Regions from separate parts of the Sus scrofa genome. Here region 1 is linked to region 2. Evidence: chromatin contacts called from public Hi-C data. All regions are on one chromosome and are shown on one strand. Each heading gives the region's core, a stretch centred on a gene start, on an enhancer-like site or on the middle of the called end of the contact. The rest is flanking DNA. Distances are from core to core; before and after follow the strand shown.

Evidence for each region. A called contact is a pair of places that touch in the nucleus more often than the background predicts.
Region 1: a contact with region 2 is called in a Hi-C map of fetal skeletal muscle, with 1.9 times the contacts expected there. The contact joins the promoter of MEX3C here to the promoter of ELAC1 in region 2. A contact is called at or near these places in 4 of 47 Hi-C or Micro-C datasets (embryonic fibroblasts, epiblast stem cells, fetal skeletal muscle and 1 more).

What each region holds. Positions count from the first base shown.
Region 1 is chr1:100,697,952-100,700,786 of Sscrofa11.1, reverse strand. MEX3C (RNA-binding E3 ubiquitin-protein ligase MEX3C) reads left to right here and starts at 1,510. Exons shown (of 2, transcript XM_021093297.1): 1 at 1,510-2,324. The coding sequence starts at 1,583.
Region 2 is chr1:100,513,022-100,516,064 of Sscrofa11.1, reverse strand. ELAC1 (zinc phosphodiesterase ELAC protein 1) reads right to left here and starts at 1,403. Exons shown (of 4, transcript XM_003121444.6): 1 at 1,198-1,403.

The DNA of each region.
Region 1 (2,835 bases), core at 261-2,760, 180 kb before region 2:
AGTTATTCTGTACTTGAAATATGGCTACTGCGAAGTGAACATATAGAGCTATCCTAGTGTAAAATACACACTATTTTCAAAGATAGCATAAAAAACTATAAAGCATATCAATAATTGTATGTTAATTCCATTTTAAATGGTATTTTGAATCTATTGAACTCAGTATACTTATTAAAACTGTTTCTTCTTACTTTCTGTAATGGGGACACTAGAAACCTTAAAATTACATTACGTCGCTCACATTCTATCTCCATGAGACAACGCAGGTGATTAAGACTAACCTGGGGAGGCTACTGGTACTAAAGGGGTGGAGGGAGGGGGGAGCAAGGGAAAGGTGTGTGTGACAGTAGTCTTAGCCCAAGATGAGGGAAAGCGATAAGGCTTTCTTTCTGACAAGTCATTTAAAAACCGGACAATACTGTGGGAAGAACGTCTTGAAAGAGGAAACGATGATTTAATTTCCTTGAAAAGCCCCGAAGAACTCAAGTTCAGCATTTAAGGCTCCTGATGTAACCGACCGGCCACGCACTGGGAGCCGGGCCAGATGGGCGTGGGAGGGCTCTGCCCCGCGGGAGGAGCCTGCCCGAGTTGTGCAGGGAAGGCCCAGGAGCCACGCGGTTCAGGAAACCACCCCCGCGGCTGGAGAGGGGAACACTTCACTGGCCCCTCCTTCGATGACTCTCCCTAGGCCCTTACCCTGAAAGAGGGAAATCTCTTCAACAACGCTTTCCCGGCCCAAGCCTACGCTACACTCCAAGGCCGCTCCCTCTGTGCGCTAACAGACCCCACCCAGGTGGGCCAGAGGGATGCGGAGAACCAGAGAAAACCAGGTGTATGCTTCCACTGCGTGCGCCTGCGCAAAAACCCCAATTCGGGCCCTAGCTTCAGCCTCTGCTGCCACGCCTTCGTCCCGCCTCCCTTCCCGCCCCCACCTGGGTACGTCACAAAGAGTGACATGTAAAGCGAACAATCACAGTCCCTCTCCTCGTGAGCCAGTAGGGAAAGGGGTGGGAGGGTGGGGGGAGGGCAGAGGACGGAAGGAGAAGGCTTGGGGGACTGGCTCGTCCTGGTCACCCAATCAGAGAGCTCTGGGGAAAAGCGGGGCGGGGCCCAAAAAGAGGGTGGGGGGGTGGGGCTAGGGAAAGGAGTTAGAAGGCTGAGGGGAGGAGAGGGCGGGCTCCCAAGGATTAAAAGCGGCCAATCAGAGCCCGCCGGCTTCATTCGGAGAGCAGCGTGGGGCGTCGCCGCCGCCGCCGCGCGCGCCGGGGGCTGGTTAAGGCCATGAAACAAAAGAAACCCTGAGAGGGGAGCCGCTGCCACCTCCACCAGCCCGCCCCGCCGCCGTCCCCACCCACCCACCTAGTTACCTACCTCTGCCTCCTTCCCCTGCCCCTCCACCCCGCCCTCTCCGGTCTCCGGGGGCCCTGGCGCTCCTCGGCCCGGGTCGCCAGCCCCGCCGCCTCTCCAGAGGAAAGGTGTTTGCGCGCTGAGCAGGGCCGGGGCCCTGTCCGCCATGGGGCTCGCCGCCCGCCGCGCCTGACCCGGCCGCCGCCGCCGCCGCCATTGACAGCGCGCCGCCGCGATGCCGAGCGGCAGCTCCGCGGCCCTGGCCCTGGCGGCGGCCCCGGCCCCCCTGCCGCAGCCGCCCCCGCCGCCGCCGCCGCCGCCACTGCCGCCGCCCGCGGCTGGCCCGGAGCTCGAGGGGGACGGGCTCCTGCTGAGGGAGCGCCTGGCCGCGCTAGGCCTCGACGACCCCAGCCCAGCGGAGCCCGGCGCCCCGGCTCTCCGGGCCGCGGCAGCGCAGAGCCAGGCCCGGCGGGCGGCGGGGCTGTCTCCGGAGGAGCGGGCTCCGCCCGGCCGGCCCGGGGTTTCGGAGTCGGCCGAGCTGGAGCTGGAGGAGGACGAGGAGGAGGGGGAGGAAGCGGAGCTGGACGGAGAGCTGCTGGAGGAGGAAGAGCTGGAGGAGGCAGAAGAGGAGGACCGGCCGTCTCTGCTATTGCTGTCGCCGCCCGCGGCCGCCGCCTCCCAGACCCAGCCGATCCCAGGCGGGTCCCTGGGGTCGGTGCTGCTGCCCGCCGCCGGCTTCGATGCTCGGGAAGCGGCCGCGGCGGCTGCGGCGGCTGGAGTACTTTACGGAGGGGACGATGCCCAGGGCATGATGGCGGCGATGCTGTCCCACGCCTACGGCCCCGGTGGCTGCGGGGCGGCGGCAGCCGCCCTGAACGGAGAGCAGGCGGCCCTGCTCCGGAGAAAGAGCGTCAACACCACCGAGTGCGTCCCGGTGCCCAGCTCTGAGCATGTCGCCGAGATTGTCGGTCGCCAGGGTGAGTACGGGTTGGGGGTAGTCCAGCTGGGCATGGCCCGGGGCGTGGGTGGGGAGACGAAAGAAAAGAGCTTGGGGCAGAAAAGACAAGCCCGGCGAGTTCCCCCACGTCTACCGCGACGGGGTTTGGGAGGAGCCGAGGAAATGAGAAGATGGGTCACCTTGCGAAAATCCCACGGTGTTCGGCTCCTATTCTGTTGCCTGACAAAAGGTGGTAAGTTTCTCGAGCCACCCAGTCCGGCGGTGTTCACTCTACTCGGGTTGAATTCCTGGAACATCCGGCTGGCGTGGCACCAAAAACCTCAGTGAGGTGGTAAAAGGTCGGGTCGGTTGTGGATTCGGTGTTGTGCACGGAAAGCTACGAGATGACAAGTTTGCGCAGCCCACTGTCTTGTAAAAAGGGCATGGCTTCCCTTACAAGCAGATTGTTCGGATGAAGAAATTGACAGAAATGAAGGCTTGTAGAAAGAGCTTGAGGGGGAAGGGGATGTTCATGCGGTCGTTCCAACCGC
Region 2 (3,043 bases), core at 154-2,653:
GACAAATGATTTGGCTTCTTCAACAAGTACAATGCAAGGAAAAATTTAGTAAAGAGGGAGGTGATAAAGAGATTAAAAGACAGGAGCCCATGTGTAGCTTGTCAGAATTCTGATGTGTACTACTAACTGATAATGGGAGGAAAAAGCAACTGGGAAAATGTAAATGTTCACTGGATAGATGGTAATGTGAAATTCTTGTAACTTTGATAATGGTTTTAAGAAGGAGTTACTGTTTTCTAAACAAACACAAGCATTTTATGGGTGAAATAGTACATTTGGAATTGCTTCAAAATAATCCAGTGGGGGTGAGGATAAGAGATGAAATAAGATCGATCATGAGTTGGGAATTCAATACACGATTCTCTTTTCGTATATATTTTAAAGTTTCCATAATAAAAGTTTAAAAACAAGCCAAATGATCAAAACTCTTCCACTAAGTCGGGAAGTAGTCAGAGATTAATTTATTTAACAGGGGTGCATGTTTTGTGACATGCACCATTCTAAGCACTAGGAAGCAAATAACCAAACAAGATTTTGGTCCCTGTTTTCTAGAACAAGAAAAACAGCCGCCTGTTTTCTGATGACTATATCCATTTTGGAGGACGTGCACATTCCGGGTCGGAACACCGCACATCATCACCGTACTGTCATTTGACATTGGGTCAGTGGTTCTCCATCCTGGCTGTATATCACCTGGTGATTCTGGGGGCTCAGCATTTGGAAGGCAGCCCAAGTGATTCTAAAGGCTGCCAGACTGAGAACGAGTTTCCAAGCAGGTAGCGCCAACCCTGCCATCACTCAGTGGTGCACGTAGGGCAGATACTGCCATCCTCCGTTTTAGAGATGAAAGAACCGTGGCCCGCGAGATAGAGTGAGCGGCCAAGGCCGAGTCCGGTCCAGAGGCTAGGTCTAAGACCGCTAGCCAGCCCTGCCTCTCCTCCAAGTTGGCATCACCTCGCAAAGTAGGGATGAGCGGCGGCAGGAGCGCAGGACCGCTGAGGCCCCCGCCCGGGGCGAGGGGGTGGGGATTTCGGGGGTAGACAAGGCGCATCCTTGCTCCCTTGCGCTCCGGGCCCAGCCCGCGAGTACGTAGGAAGCGCGCCCGCCCGCTCACTCAGCCAATTCGGCAGACGCGGGGGAGGCCGCGGCGGCGCAGACCCCCGCCCGCCCCCCGCCGGCACGCCTTGCCCCACTCACCCACTGCCCGAAGCCCGCGGCAAAAGCCGAGGGAGGCGCAGGCCCGCAGCGAGGCCGAGCCGTCCACGGGGCTGCAACGTTCGCGGGCGGAAGTCCGCCGCCGCCTGTGTCCGCGTGCAGCCGCTCTAGGACGCAGCGGAGGTCCGCGCTCGGTGGTTCCCGCCAGAGCTCCAATTTGCCCCGGGAGGCTGGGTGCTAGCCCCAGGCGTCTGCTGTGTCCCGCAGTGGGTTCCTCCCCTTCACTGGCCAGTACCAGCTCTCTGGGTAAGATGGTGGCGGTAACCCGTGAGGACCAGAGCGCGCCAAATGAGAACCGTGTACTCTTCGGCTTTTTATTTTTCCGTGTAAAAGTTTTCAAACAGGCGTGTTTTCCCAGATGGTTTGATCTTGCATATCTTTGCATAATGCCCGTTGTTTCGTGGAAATGAATCTTTCTTAATCACTGAATCTAAAAGCTTGAGCTTCCGGTGCCTTAGAATCAGAGTTGGTAGCAGCATTACTATAGATCTCGAATCTTTCTCGATTCCACTTTGCTATTCCTGGGATGCACCAGAATGTTTGCTGAAAATCTGCAGCTCCTGTACTGTGCTCGCACAAGCGTCGCAGGTGTATTCTCTTAGTGTACAGCATAGCCTGCTGGACACGTGAAGGAAAAGCCCAGGCCCCAGCTGTATGTGGTGGTTACAACCTCGAGGGGAAAAAACTCATTTGGTTTAAATCCCAACTTTAAGAATTTCACGTTTCTATGCAGTGCCAGATGCAGTGCTTTTTGCTTACATGCTGGAAGTGGTAAAATATTCAGCAGCTTCATAATAGGAATAGAAAAAGGACTGTTGTGTGTGTAGTTTTTGAAACTACCAGGAGAGATGGATCAAAGAACTCTTCCACCCCCTGCCCTGGCTGCTTTGCTTAGTAAACCATTAGATCATGTACTTTGGGGCTTCTTCAGAGCTTTTATTTATTCAAGTAGTAACTGAGCTGCGACTTTGTGGATAGTATTTTTTTTTTTTTTTACTATTTCTTTGGGCCGCTCCCGCGGCATATGGAGGTTCCCAGGCTAGGGGTCCAATCAGAGCCATAGCCACTGGCCTACGCCAGAGCCACAGCAACGCGGGATCCGAGCCGCGTCTGCAACCTACACCACAGCTCACGGCAACGCCGGATCGTCAACCCACTGAGCAAGGGCAGGCACCGAACCCGAAACCTCATGGTTCCTAGTCGGATTCGTTAACCACTGCGCCACGACGGGAACTCCAATAGTATTATTTTTGATCCTGAGATAATTTATAAAATATGTCATGACCCCTAGTTTTAGGAGCATTCACTGAAGTTGGGAAACGAGGTATCAGGAAGCCACTAACAATATTCGGGAACAAATAGGAAGCCAAAAGGAGTCATAAAAATATGGAAATAGGGAGATCATTACGTTAAGAAGGGGCCAAGACTTGAGTTGGGTCTTGTAGAATGGTTAAGACTTGGATTAATGTGGACATGGAAAAATAAGGTAGATTTTGTCACATGGGGTCTGGCTTAACAATGTGTTAAAAACCTGGCCTTGAAGTTTACTCTGCCACTTGCTTAGCTAAGAAGTGCTCAAGAAGATAAGGAATACACAAGGTCTTGATCACAGCTCAGCTGCTGGTCCCCTACAGCAGTACTCTCCATAGACCTCCCCATTCCAGAGGTTCCTGCCTTGTTCCTGCTCTTCTCCCCTCCGCCCCCATCAAGGCTTCTTACAACTCCTCAGAGATTATTATATCTTTAGAGAGTACTGAATAGTGCTTTTTTGTTCATTTTTAAAACTTTACATTATAGGAACTTTTTAACATACACAAAAGTCAAGAAA